2 separate regions of the Sus scrofa genome follow, and region 2 is linked to region 1. Evidence: chromatin contacts called from public Hi-C data. All regions are on one chromosome and are shown on one strand. The core of a region is the stretch at or near the end of the contact, and the rest is flanking DNA. Distances in the headings are between cores, read along the strand shown. Region 1 has its middle 140 kb from the start of TMEM38B. Region 2 holds the start of ZNF462 (zinc finger protein 462).

Region 1 (3,787 bases), core at 186-2,685:
ACAGCAAGCGGCAGATTGTGGGATTCTGAGTCAGAACTCCCTGACGTGAGAAACACGAGGCCAGAGTGGCAACAACATGAACGCCTTTCACAGGCTGGGAGGCTAACGCAGAGGGTCACGGGGACATGGCAGCAAGCTTCGGAGAATCCAGGTCAGAGGCTGGGTCAGATCCAAGAGCAGCTGCCTCCCCAGGGCCTGGGAGGACCACAGAGCCCTCCCTACAAGAAGGCTGCGCCCTTTTCTTTGACATGGACTTCCCCGCCAGCAATGACATTGAAGCTCAACCCTGGCTTAATTTTAATGCTCTGGATTTTTAAAAAAGCCTTCTCCCTGAAAATGCTGTGGAAAAAGTTCACCATGTGCTTTTTGGAAAGATTCCCTCCACACCCAGAATAGAGGCCTTCTGTGGTTCCGTGTCACCAACAAAGCCCACTGTTGCCTAATAACAGAAAGCAACAATTATAAGGTCTCTTCAACATGTTTGATAGGGAAATGACACATGTTTTGAGAAGAGCACTGGTCAGCAGGAACTGGTCCAGAGGAACTGGCCAAACAGAGACAAAGGGCAGTGTTTGGCATGGACTAGGAAAAAAAGGAAAACTGGGAGGCAGGTTGAGGGTTAGGAAGGCTGCCTCAAATGTTGAAAGGCTAAGCATTCACAAGACTGGCAAGGTGTACTCCAGGTGTCTCCAAGGGCCAGAAGCTAGCAACCAGGGCTGCCATTGATGGGACAGCCTGGGCAAGGGGGTACAGGGGTTAAGAACACATGCTCTTAATTCCTTTCTCAGGAATTAAGCCTCAGCTTCCATCTGTAAAGTTGGTGGTGCAGTTAGTACTCATAAAGTTGTTGTGAGCATTAAATAAGATGATGACTCTTGAGGGCTTATCACAAACCTGACACACAGTAAGTCTTCCGTACAATGTCACTGCTGTCCTCACTGTTAGAGGAAGTGAGTTCTTTGTCTTAAGAGGTATTCAAGCAGCAACTGATGATCAGTGAGCTGCAAAGCTGTGTTGGGAAAGAGACTCAAGCAGTAGACAAAGGGTAGGATTAGGTGACCTGACCTTAAGTTCCCTTCCATTCTTGGCTTTCAAAGTCTTTGTTTCATTGAAACTGAGGTTAATGTGAAGTCCTCTGTTAGACTACTCTTGCAGGCTCCAGCTTTGGGGTTTTGTTTTTCCACCTTTGTGCTTGCAAATCCTTGCATGGTGCAGAATCTGGAGAGCCTCTGAGGGCACAACCCAGGAAGGAAATCTTCTTTTGCTTGGAGGCTGCATTCCTAGAATTCCCAAGATTCCAGTCCCTTTTCCTCCTCACATTGTAAACATTAGGTTCTTTTAGGGAGGACAAAAAGGTCACTTTCCAAACCACAGGGGCTCCCAGACTCTGATCTGAATAATTCCACTCCTCCTCCTCCTCCGTGAGAGCTCCAGTTGGGCTGATCTCAAGCCCCTTTGGCAGCGACAGTGCTGGTTTAGGCTAACAAGAGGTCATTGTCTGAGTTGGAGAATGGCATCCTCACACGTTGGTGAGCAGAACCAGGTATGAGAACACCAAACAAATCCAAGGGACTCACTGCAGCTGAACCAGTGCCAGCCTCCCCCCAGTTCCCTTCTTAGCAAGACCCAGCCCTAGAGGAGGAGGAGGCATTTATTGGGGATTGCTACAAATTCAGCTTTACTGCCACTGCCTTTATAACCATAATATAAAGTAACTCCCACAACACACTGAAGATAAGCTCTTTAAAGAAAATATAAAAGCATTAGCTTGGCAATTCACCCAAACCTCATCATGCACCATAGACATTTTTGAAGTTTAACAAAGAAAAGCACATCATTAAAGAATACTGCTCTATCACCATTCTTATGCAAATCCTTCCAGATAGTTGGGTGGAAAATTCCATCTAACACGCAGCAAGAAATAAATGTTGCAGGGTGGAAATTTCAGCTATACTGAGTGCATCTATCACTTGTATAATCCAAACTACTGTATGTGCACTGACTACAGAATTAGTATTGATCCATTCACCATGTAAACATCAAGTACTTTCTATTATTACTTGAAATAGCATGCTATCACAATTTCTATTTCCTCCTTCTATCTTAAATAGAAGTATTGCACATTAGCCCTTTCCTTCATGTACTTTTTTGCACAGCTATCTAACTACAGTGTGTGGTGTGGTGCTGAGTTTCCTGCAGACATCTGCAGTATTAGCTTTAAAGCACTTTATTTTCAAGTCATCTCTGATGGAAGACAATACAACTTTCATTTACCCAGAAACCTGTTACCAGAGCTTCTCGTAGAACCAGGCATATTCTCCTGCTCTCTCTCTTGCTCACTCTTGCTCGAGAGCACTCTCTCTCTCACACACACACACACACACACTCACCATCCTCATCCTTTGTCTAATACTCATCCCCATGCTGAGACCACCATCATCAGGATATTCCTCCAGCACCACCCCACCCCCGAGAGGAAAGACCCCACCAGATCTCTATCTGAGGTCATGAAAAATACATTTGCCAAGACTGAGAATGGTATCTAATTTCAGGATAACTTGCTATGGAAGCCCAAGATTCGACTCTGGAATGCATTGTTCAGATGTCTGGATGCATGAAGAAAAATGACTTGGGAGAATCAGTTCTGAGTTTTGAAAGCATCTGAAATCATCACAAGGGTGCCCCTTCTCTTCCCTTTCTCACATTTCCCAGCACAAAAGCACAAGGAAATCTGGACTGGGTTCCAGACCCTGGAGAGTCAATTTTAGCTCAGATAGCTTGGAGCTACCTACAGCATAATTCATGTTCTCTGGTGCCCATGGCATTCCTTGGGCTCCACATGAATGCAGACCCAGGGCACAGAGCTTCTCATTACCCATGCCCAACCCTAACGACGCACATTGTGTGTGACTTAATTAGATTTTCAGTGTCTCCCAAGCCCAGCAGCCACTCCAGTCAGAACACATACAATCTCATTTCTCTCAGTGGGAAGCTATGCACTGCAACCTTATCCTGCCACAGAGCACCCCTCACGGACAGACATGATACCCCTTGAGCACTAGGCAAGCTGCATGACCCAATTGTTCTCTTTAACCAGCACGTGGAACCTGCAAATCTTCACTGGAAAAAAAAAAAAAAAAAAAAAAGCTAGGGCTTTGTTTCATAGAGAACAAATATCCAGAACCAGCTGAACACTATTTAGCCACCATCCGCGTGTCCAAACTTGTTTCGACCCATTGAAAAAATAATAATAATTAGCTAATGAATTGAAATGCTTCTTAATCAATGGCAGCTTTGTTGTCAAACTAGACTGAGGCAAACTCAAGCAGACGAAATTCTGAAATTGGAGCTTGTGTTCAATCAACACTCAAAGAGAGTGAGGACATTATAAAGGAACCATCCACCTAATTCTGCCTCCAATAAATTTCCAACTTTATTTTTTGACACCAACCATTCAGTCTCTTGAATGCTCAATTGTGTTCTTGGCAAGAAGGTTCTATTTGCTGCCTACCTATCAAGCGCCCCTTCCAGAAGTAGAACTAGATTTAAGATATGTACATCTGCACTCTTTCATGTATAATCATCTGGATAATCATTTGAAGCGAACTGAAAAATCAAAAATAATGGATCAGATTGCTCCAACAATAATCGTCTTAATGTTTTGGAAAAATAAAATTAATCAATTAATTAACTGATTAAAATAAAATCAGTATCATAGCAATCCTTCTTGATTGCCTCTTCATTCCTTCCTCCTTAATGATGCCCTCCATGATTTGGACCAGGTAAC
Region 2 (3,700 bases), core at 1,072-3,571, 920 kb before region 1:
TTTCTGATATGTAAAGGGGGTAGGGGAGGGAAAGAACCCATCATTCGAACCTCGGAACCACCACTTTCTTTTCCTAACTTGTTAAGTGTTTTGACGGCGCACCAAAAGGGAAAAAAAAAATTTTTAAAGCCTACTTAAATAACTTTACACCCTCCAGCCCCGCGTTGTTTGCACTTTCTGGCTGATCATCTAAAGGTTCGGAAAGTAACAATCAAAGTTCCTAATGATAAGGTGTCATGGTACTGAAGACAAGAGAGCCAAGATGAAGCTTTCACACCTTGAATTTTTATTTAGTGTAATTTCCCTCAAATCGTTCTGAACTACTTATTTTGCAAAGGAGTGGGTTTTACCCTCCTCTCTCACCAGGTCTAATGTCTCCTAAGGCTTTAATCTGATATGGGGGGGTTGCCTACAGTATAAAAAAAAATCAATACAGCAAGTCGGAAGCAATTGAAGTTCAAGGGCATGGGCTGGTTGTACCATTTCTATTTCTCGCATCCTCCAGTTGAACATCAACAGCCTCGGAGAGAGAAACACGCAGCGCGCGGAGCAGAGACCTTAATTAAAGTTTCTTTTGTCCGCGTCCGAATTGGGGGATGTTGCTGGATTCCTTTGCATTGGGGAGCGCGCATCCGGTGGAGAAAGCGCGGTGTGGAGATTCTGGGCAAGATTGTCCCCTAATGCTCACCACCTCCCCCGACCCCCAACCACAGTTCAGGAAGATACCTCCAAAAACCCACACAATAAAGGGGAGGAGGAGACGCACGAGGAGTTGGTTCCCACCAGATAGCGGGGTTTTATAAACAGATCTGAATTCTCATTTTCCAAGCGTTTCCTAATCGTTTATTCCAGGGTAGAATCTCTCACCCAGAGGCACGATTTCACCCTCTTCCAGTCAACACTTCCTGCCCTTTTCTCCTCCCACTCACATTGAAAAGCTTGGGAGCCCTAAAAGGGTGTTGATGGCGGGGGTGATAAATAAATAAATAAATGACACTCTACGCGTGCGGTGGAGAAGAAAGGAGGGGGAGGGAGAGGAGAGGCGAGGAGTGCGAAGAGAAAAAGTAAGGAGAGGAGACCAAGGAGGAGAAAGCTCATAGGCAAAAGGGAAACGGGAGTCAAAGAACGGAGAGCAGAAGAAAGGAGAGAGGAAGACGGTGAGGTTGTTCAGGACTGAAATGACCCTGGCTTTGTACAGACTTGGGAGGACTCCGGCTTCCAGGTGCCTGGAGGGACCTGGGGAAGCCCTTCTGCCCCGAGCTCCTCCCCCGGGACCCCAGGGGTGTCTGAGCACCGGTCGCGGCTCCCCCATAAATTCCTCGTGGCAACCAGAAGAAGCGCGCTCGGTCTCCGCCGTCCCTTCAGTGCCCCAGCTGATAATTTACCTCTTTGTCTTTAATAAATAGCTGACTTTTTCTGTCAAGCTCTGCACCGGGAAAATAACAATCGTATTTCAGGTTGAAAGCTCCTATTACTGCTGGGTTTGGGAGGTTGTGATAAAAATCTTCATCGACGTGAAGGTGCCTTCAGGGTTGGCTCGGGTCGGAAGTCCTAAGATGGGGGCCGCCCTTCCCCGGGGGCGGGGGCGGGGGGCAGGGACACAGGGAACCCGGCGGTGCAGAGGGAGGAGGAAGAGACGAGGTCAGAGGAAACTCAAGGCTCCTGGGGCACCAAAGGGCTTCCCGCAGTCGGGGAATGAGCCCTGGGGAGGAGCCTTTCGCGAGAACGTGAGCGCGCCCCAACACGCCTCAGACCTCATAAACCCACTTGGCAAAGACCGGGCGAGCGGCTGGCTGACCGACTGCGGTGAACTCGAGAAATTAACCTGCGCAGCAATTAAACGGGCTGCCGCCCTTTCAGACTCACCTCGAGCGACCGAGATGGAGAGCTCCCGAACCGGCCGCGGGGGGACCTGGCTCCTCCCTCCCGTCCCAGGAGAAGAGGACAAAAAGGGGAGATGGACTTGGAGATGGCCCCGCCCTTCAAACGCTCCAATCCTTGGAAACTAAACCTCCTCTCCAAGCCTCCACGTCTAGAAGGGACAAAGGCAGCGAGGAGATCCGGAGACCGATGGGGAGATAGATGGCTTTCGGGCTTCTCAAGTGGGTGTTTGGGGCAGAAGGTATAATGGCTAAGTTTCCATTCCAAACACAGGATCGTCTGCAGAAGACCATCTTATGATTTAGAAGCAGAGCGACTTCCCAAAGCCGTGAAGCAAAACTACTGCAAAACTCCCGCATAGCCCTGCCTTTTGAGTGGGGGGAAAGCTAAGATTTCCATTAATGATGCCAGACACAAATTTTTCGATTTTTTTGGAGTCACAAGTGCTTTAACTGCCCCTCTAAAATAATTGAAAGTAATTAAACATGGTAGGGGAGTGGACTTTTTGTTTGCTTGTTTTTATGGGGGATAAGTTTTCTTTCAAATGATAGGAAAGCATTTTGATAAATAAAAGCTGGGTCCGTCAAGGAAAGGTTTTAGGGAAAACCTTGACAAACTTGGCCCATAAGTAACTGTAATTATGCTTTGCCATTAGCGGACCATTAAGATAAGCAGGAGAAAGTTCACACCTCCTGCTAGTTAATTCCCTAAGAATATGCGAAAGATAATACAAGCCTAGTTGATGGGTTATCTTCTCCACCAGGAGGGTTAATTTCTAAATTTTTTAATTAAAATGGAAAAGCTTAGGTTTTGTACACAGGCAACAATGTGAGGGAAGTCTCATAGGGACAGGTTGACTCCCGTGAAATGTGCCTTTTGTTACTATACCCTATGCCATTATCCCCTGGAGTCATATGGGATTTCAAGACTTTATTAATGTTCCAGGAAATATGAATATGTGGGAAGTCTAGACTTTCTTCTCCCTTATCATGGTGACTGGCATACAGACTCCTCATAAAAGGAAATTATGGCTCATCAAAAGAGTGACTTTATGAGCATTAATAGAATAATAAATCTTGCAATTTTAGTTCAAGAAACAGTGGAGTCCTACAATCAGAGTGACCCATGCAAATATGATCCTCTTACTTGCCCAACTCTAGCAGGATAGGGATAGTCTATAAATCATTTTGGTTTTTAAAGGTTGGGATATAGCGCAGGGAACTACAGTCAATATCCTATGATACCATAATGGAAAAGAATATTTTTTAAAAAGAATATGTGTGTATACGTATATAACTGAATCACTGCTGTGTAGCAGAAATTAACGCAATATTCTAAATCAACTATACTTCAATAAAAAATTAATAAATTTTTTAAAAGATTAGAAAAGGAAAGCACCCAAACCTCTCAAAGAAAAGTGTTTATGGGAGAAAAGAGGACTTCTATCCCCTGCAGGAAGGAATTATGAAAAGACAGAAGAGTTGGTCCAGAGGCTACATTAAAAAGATAGAATTTCAACTGAAACAAGCGTGAATAGATGTTTTAATGTCATTGTTAGGTTATAGCATATAAAAAAGGAAAAGTCCTACTTCCTGAAAACTATGTTAAAAATATTCTAGTTTATAACCCCACTTTCTAAATTCCAGCTGGAAAACTGTTCAAGCTGATGATTTTAGCAAAACAAAGAGTAGATGAAAAGAGTGTATGGCTTTTTCAGAAGTCTTAATTATCCCATCTTCAAACAATTGACTGCATTGTGACACACTTCTTGAACTTGGTGGTATTTTCCTTCCTATGTAAAACACCTTTTCCAAGAAAT

Evidence for each region. Hi-C and Micro-C count contacts between places; a contact is called where the count stands out from the background.
Region 2: a Hi-C map of epiblast stem cells shows a contact between it and region 1, with 3 times the contacts expected there. The contact joins the promoter of ZNF462 here to the enhancer-like site in region 1. A contact is called at or near these places in 4 of 47 Hi-C or Micro-C datasets (embryonic fibroblasts, epiblast stem cells, fetal heart ventricle and 1 more) and 1 of 2 datasets of contacts at active chromatin or transcription factors (skeletal muscle).

The regions. Positions count from the first base shown.
Region 1 is chr1:247,109,544-247,113,330 of Sscrofa11.1, reverse strand. No RefSeq gene overlaps it. Among named protein-coding and RNA genes, the nearest start is that of TMEM38B, 140 kb to the right of the region's middle. Within about 2 kb of position 1,435, at least 12 of the 83 cell types and tissues checked have an H3K27ac peak or open chromatin away from gene starts, as enhancers often do. A contact at or near this core is called in epiblast stem cells, where this site is marked.
Region 2 is chr1:248,027,757-248,031,456 of Sscrofa11.1, reverse strand. It overlaps ZNF462 (zinc finger protein 462), which reads right to left and starts at 2,321. Exons shown (of 13, transcript XM_013993738.2): 1 at 1,867-2,321.